Linked DNA regions of Danio rerio: region 1 is linked to region 2. A link is a contact called in public Hi-C data. All regions are on one chromosome and are shown on one strand. The core of a region is the stretch at or near the end of the contact, and the rest is flanking DNA. Distances in the headings are between cores, read along the strand shown.

Evidence for each region. A called contact is a pair of places that touch in the nucleus more often than the background predicts.
Region 1: a contact with region 2 is called in a Hi-C map of embryo, with 1.6 times the contacts expected there. The contact joins the promoter of mtss1la here to the enhancer-like site in region 2. A contact is called at or near these places in 4 of 18 Hi-C or Micro-C datasets (caudal fin, embryo and skeletal muscle) and 2 of 4 datasets of contacts at active chromatin or transcription factors (caudal fin and embryo).

What each region holds. Positions count from the first base shown.
Region 1 is chr18:16,188,513-16,191,718 of GRCz12tu, reverse strand. It overlaps mtss1la (MTSS I-BAR domain containing 2a), which reads left to right and starts at 1,799. Exons shown (of 14, transcript NM_001044926.1): 1 at 1,799-2,129. The coding sequence starts at 1,917.
Region 2 is chr18:16,146,151-16,149,456 of GRCz12tu, reverse strand. It overlaps mtss1la (MTSS I-BAR domain containing 2a), which reads left to right. Exons shown (of 14, transcript NM_001044926.1): 4 at 2,224-2,308. Among named protein-coding and RNA genes, the nearest start is that of mtss1la, 42 kb to the left of the region's middle. Within about 2 kb of position 2,021, at least 8 of the 62 cell types and tissues checked have an H3K27ac peak or open chromatin away from gene starts, as enhancers often do. A contact at or near this core is called in skeletal muscle, where this site is marked.

The DNA.
Region 1 (3,206 bases), core at 550-3,049, 42 kb before region 2:
ACACCTGTCAAACTGCTTGTTAACGCAAATTTCTTATCAGACAAATCACATGGCAGCAGCTCAATGTATTTAGGCATGTATAAATGGTCAAGACGATCTGCTGCAGTTAAAACCAAGCATCAGAATGGGGCATCAGGATGTGGCATGGTTGTTGGTGCCAAACAGGTTGGTCTGATTATTTCAGAAACTGCTGATCTACTGCTATTATGATGCACAACCATCTCTAGGGTTTACAGAGAGTGGTCCGAAAAAGAGAAAATATCCAGTATGTGTCAGTTCTGTGGACATAAATGTTGTTGATGCCAGAGGTCAGAGAAGAATGGCCAGACTGGTTCAAGCTGAAAGAAAGGCAACAGGAACTCAAATAACCACTCGTTACAACCGAGATATGCAGAAGGGATCGCACAACACATTGAACCTTGAGGCAGATGGGCTACAGCAGCAGAAGACCACACCGGGTGCCACTCCTGTCAGCCAAGAACAGGAAACCGAGGCAACAATTCACATAGACACAACAAAGACGGACAATAGAAGATTGGAAAAACATTGCCTGGTCTGATGGGTCTCGATTTCTGCTGCGACATTCAGATGGTAGGGTCAGAGTTTGGCTTCAACAACATGAAAGCATGGATCCATCCTACCTTGTGTCAATGGTTCAGGCTGCTGGTGGTGGTGTAATGGTGTGGGGGATATTTTCTTGGCACACTTTAGGCCTATTAGTTTCAATTGAGCATTGTGTCAATGCCACAGCCTACCTGAGTATTGATGCTGACCATGTCCACCCATTCATGATGACAGTGCACCCATTTTTTGATGACTACTTCTAGCAGGATTGCGCGCCATGTCATAAAGAGCAAATCATCTCAGACTGGTTTCTTGAACATGACATGTACTCAAATGACCTCCACAGTGACCAATTTCAATCCAATAGAGCACCTTTGAGATGTGGTGGAACGGGAGGTTCGTATCATGGATGTGCAGCCAACAAATCTATGCAGTTTGTATATCCAAAGTTATTTTGGCATACCAAACATTTTTAAATAATATTTTGTAGTTTTTTTAGTGTTTGTGGGATTGTTGTTGTTTTTAGTTTAAATATTTCAAAAGAAATATTTCCTTTTATCAATGTTTCCTTTAGATTTGATTTATTTTAGTTCATCATATTAATGAAAATTTTTATTAAAACATTACAAAGTTCAAAGGTACTTTTCCCCATAAATCCAGTATAAATGTGTTGTTTTAGTTTAGATTTTAATGTTAGTTAAGTATAATAATTATAATCATGTCATTTAACACAAACTTTGTTTTCCTCCCTTTTTCTCAAAAATTCCACAAAAAAATGACATTTCTTTTATATTTGTAAACTTTTTTTGCAGCAACAGCTAAAGGGTTAAAAAAAGTGCACTGTCCATTTAATGGCCTGCAGTGGCAGCTGTGCTGTTAACTTTGTCCCTGCAACACAAAGACACATTAAAGCTACTTTAAAAACCCTCCATTCAATTGTCCTCTCCCCACACACGCACACACACATACACACAAACTTGCCATATGTCTACCCTATAGGCCCCGCCCCCATTCCCTCAGATCCCGCCCACCAACCTGGTGGATCGAATATCACGTCCGTCTTTCACCGCATCACTCGACTCCGTATTTCATCCTAAATTCGCGTTCTGACTTGCAGTGTTTGAGCCGAAACCTCTCGCATTTGACAGCACAGAGTGTCAGCATGAAACACCAGTCGTCTTCTGTATCCTAAACTGGGTGGTTGGGAGGGGAGAAGCGGATCTTTTGACCCCAGCCTTCATCACCGCCTGGATAACGGGCACAGAGCCACCCGACAGCCTCAATTGTTGTTTCCATTTTGCCGACATCTGCTGCGTGTTGCTTACATTTACACCCGAAGCAACAAGAGTTTGATGTTAGGATGTGATGGACCACTTTCAGCACAGACCCTGAAAAGAACAACCAGCTTTTTTCTCGGGGGGGATCCGAATATTTCTTCCAGCCGATTTTTGTTCATTCATTGGGAGCAGAACAACAATCCGGGGCTCGGTGACATGATGGAGAGTGTGGAGAAGGAGTGCGGGGCTCTAGGTGGATTGTTTCAGGCGATCGTCAATGATATGAAGGTACCAGCTCTGCTTTATTGATGCAGATATTTAGCAAGAAAAAAGATGGTTGTGTTTTACTGCCTTTGTTTTCATTAGGGGTCCAGCTGCCTGCACCACTGATGCTGTGATTAATGACATGGGGGTCTCAGCATGGAGGGCTTTGTTGTGAAATGTGAATTGGATCCTTTTGTAGATGTTTTTACAACCTGTAATATGTTAAACATTTATATTTTCGAGCGTTTACTTCATGATAAATACAAAACTAATGGGTAGAACACTAAGCTAAAAAAGAGAAAATACATTTTAGCAAATATTGTGCTTCTAGTTAGGGTTATAAATGTACAAAATTATTAATATTATTTTTCTGATTGATTTTTTAAATACAAAGCTCTGCCACCACCCACATTTTTAAAAGCTTGAACGGAATTATAAAATATCATTCGATATTCAAGTTTTATTATGTTTTATTTATTATGTTATTAAGTGTGTTTGTAATGGTTATGGTAGTTTACATTTTACACCAAAAGAATCCTATTTTAACCCAATTAATTTCACTTAACATAGTCCTCGACTCCTCAGCATTTACAGATTTAAAAATGCTGCACTAAATGTCTGCCTAGCTATTAGTTGTCCAATGAGCGAAAGGTGTTTACTGTTTTGGACTCCAGTCAGAATATCTCTCAGGTTGAGCCTCTATCATATTGATGAATTCTAAAAGCAGTGTTAATGTGCAGGGATTACCCATGGCTCATACAGAGATATAAAAGCTTCAGAGTGAGCTTAAATGTGGAGCTCAGATAAACTCCCACTTGCTTGTGATGTACAATTACACTTTTATACAAAGTTTTTCTTTAAATATTGATATTAATGTATTAAGGGTGTAGTTTAGCTGACTGAATTTTGTTTTGACTGACGACAAAAGTGGATAAACTCACTCTAACTATTTGGTATATGAAAATTGAAGTGATAATATCAATACAAGAAATTATATTATAAGACATGTAAATAGTGGTTTTCTTTCTTTGCACTTCTTGTTATTGTATTTATATACTGTACTTGCAATTAGGGCTGAGCGATTTGGCCTAAAATCAAAAT
Region 2 (3,306 bases), core at 772-3,271:
GTAAAATATTACTGGTTTGACAAACTCTGTGTATACTTGTTGTCGTGTTTGAGCTGAAGTGCCTCTTTGCAGTGAGTTTTCATGTGGGAGGCTGTTTGTTTTGAACATTTTCGGTTCATTCATGTGTGTGTGTGTGTGTGTGTGTGTGTGTGTGTGTGGTTACAGGAGGGCAGGTTATTGCCGGCCTCTCCCATTCTCTCCTGTAATAATGGTGTTTAGGAAACATGAGCAGACAGGAAAGGCAGATACAGAGTGGAAGAATGGAGGGATATCCCTTTACCGGGTTCACTCCTTTTCCCTTTGGACCTGGAAAGAGAGATGGAGGGCTGTTCTTCTGGACTGCTCCCATTTCTCGTCGCACACACACATTTATTTTTGGTGTATAAACACTCTGACATAATCATCACTTTTAAAAAAATCTTTTCAGATATGACATAAACCATTAGTGGATCTCCAGCAGCACACATTGATCTGCTGATATGGATGAAATTCTGATGTTGCAATAATGCGTTTTCAGAGGTTCCACCACTCTCAAATGAATCACTACAATGAGCTGATGTTTTTCTTTATTACAGTGAATCAAAAACATACAGAGCAAACAATATAATCCGTCTCTTGATCAAATGATTCTAATAAATCAGTTCTTTTTGTTGTATAAATAATCATGCCTTTCTGCAGTTACTGGTTTGTTTACTAGATTACTGAACAGGTTCTTTTTATTTAATCAGAAATATAAAGCACATCCAATGAAGTCCAGTTCTTAAACAAATGATTTCAAGGAACAGGTTCTTTTTAGTGAATCAAAAACATACAGAGGAGCTATTGCTGTATCTTAGGAAAATATTATTTTTAGTGCATCAAAAACATAGAGGTGCCACTGCAGTCTGATTCACTAGCAAATGACTCTAGCCAAAAGATTCTTTTTAGAGAATCAGAAACCTACAGAGGAGCCACTGCAGTATGACTCACTAGCAAATGACTCTAACCAAAAGATTCTTTTAGTGAATCAGAAGTGTACAGATGAGGCACTGTAGTCTGATTCAGAAGCAAATGACTCTAATTAAAATAGGTTTAGTGAATCATAAACATATAGAGTAGCCACTGCAGTCTGATTCTAATGACACCTATGAAAATTTTATTTTTAGTGAATCAAAAACATACAGAGGAACTACTGTAGTCTGATTCACTAGAAAATTCTTTTTACTGAATCGAAAACCAGCACAGCCCAGTTCCATACGAATGATGTGGTTCTTTTCAGTGAAGTAACACAGCATGTGTAGAGTCTGATTCCCAAACGAATGATTCTTGACAATTTGATTTTAATCAATCGAATATATAAAATGCAATAGATTGCCACATTTTGCTTTGCTTGGTTTAATATTAAACAACAATTGTTTATATATATTATTAGCAAAGACTTAGCATTGGATTGCATTAATTCTGCCTTTTAAAAAAAAGTCATTCATGCCAACAAATGTTTTGCAAGGATTTTCTAACAACATATGCAAACTATGTCCTCATTTAGCATTTAAAATAATCTTTAGTGGATGAATTAAGAAACCACATACAGTGGAGTAAAAACCAGAATTAATCCATTATTTTTGATTCCCATCATAATCTATCACATATATCTCCCCTTACATCCACTGGCACATGAACCCTTTAAGTAGAGACTTTGGCCCTTCTACTGACCCTCATTGCATCAGAGTTCAATCTCATCAGCTCTGGCTGCAATGCTGGTTGTGTTCAGGCCAAGGCCGGCTGGTCTTTATAGCTTAAGACCCCATTTTAATTACACTTGGCCGGAGAGGAAAGTTAACACCGCTAAGTAATTGTCCTCAAGGTCACCAAGCGAGTGCACACTCCATGATGGATCAGAGTCATTCAGTTTGGGAAGTGTTCTATTTGCGGCCTTTGAAGATCTGTCTCTTGTGAATATGGTGCAATTATCGTTCTTTTTACAGACTAAGTGCATGCTTGTTTTCTTTAATGGACTTGCTTTTGTGCTTCTGATAAAGCTGCCCCCTTGTGGCCATGTATATATCTTCAGGCTTTATGTTTCAAACAACTTATTTTGCACCACATACAGTACAGTAACTTGATTTTTTTTGAGCACTTTGATAAACTTGGGTTGTTTTTAATTGTTAAACTGTCATTGTCATACTTTAAATCTGCAAGAAGTTCATATTTCATATTCAGCTCATTCATTTGTCTCTTTCTCAGGTGCCACCAGGGATATCGGCTCGGCTTTGACCCGGATGTGCATGCGACACCGCAGCATCGAAGCCAAACTGCGCCACTTCACCAAGTGAGTGATCGACCCATGCAATGGCGTGATCACTTTCATGCCTCACTCCCCGCCAGTCAGACGCACAGACAGGATTTTATGTCTCTGCCAGTTATTGATTTTCCACTGCAGAGATAAGCAAACATCCATAGATCAATCAACCTGCTCAGAGGCTTTAAAGCGCCCGTCGTCTTCAGAGAGACCGAATTAGCTCATGGATTTCAGATGCTGACCTTAAAGAAACAGTTTGCTCGGAAATGCACATTTACTCTCCTGATCATTTCAAATTAGTTATGGTTTTACTTATTCTGTGGAACACAAATGGGGATGTGTTAACTATAAATTATTTCTGGGATGGCAAGCTTAGTTTGCAGTATCACTTCGTCTTCCTTGTTAAACATGATTCTTCAGAAATGATTCTAATATATTGTTTTTATAGGACGTTTTAAAACACAACATGAAAAACGCTTAGCATGGCTTAATTTACCTTAGAGCACTGCACAGGCCTTAAATCTAAGCCCTAGCCCGGCCCTGGCCCGAGACACACAGGCTGTAGTCTTGCTCTTTTCCAACAGCTCATCAGTTTTTGGCCTGAGTCCGACACAAAGACTGTTTATTCTTACTGTTACAACCATAGACCGGATTTGTATTTAATTGAAATTTGATGGTTTTTTTGTTTTGTTTTTGTTTTTATCAGAATAGCTTATTTTATTATAATGTAAGATTTAACTGTATAAGTAACATCAATATCCAAGCGGCATGTGGTCCACATTGAATTTACTCAATTACAAGTTGTGCATTGTGCATAACCAGTTGGCTCATCATTTAAAGTTGTCACTATTTGAAAAGTTGACCAGAAATTTGCCTTTCCTCTAGCGTTTTTCATAATTTTAAGTTCGCCATTGGTTATTTATCTCTTTATGTTCCCCATTGCACGTAGCTGGAAATCTCTTTACACAAGGCATCACTGGTGCTTTCAGACTGCACACTTTAGATTTCATTAAACTTTTTTTAAATTT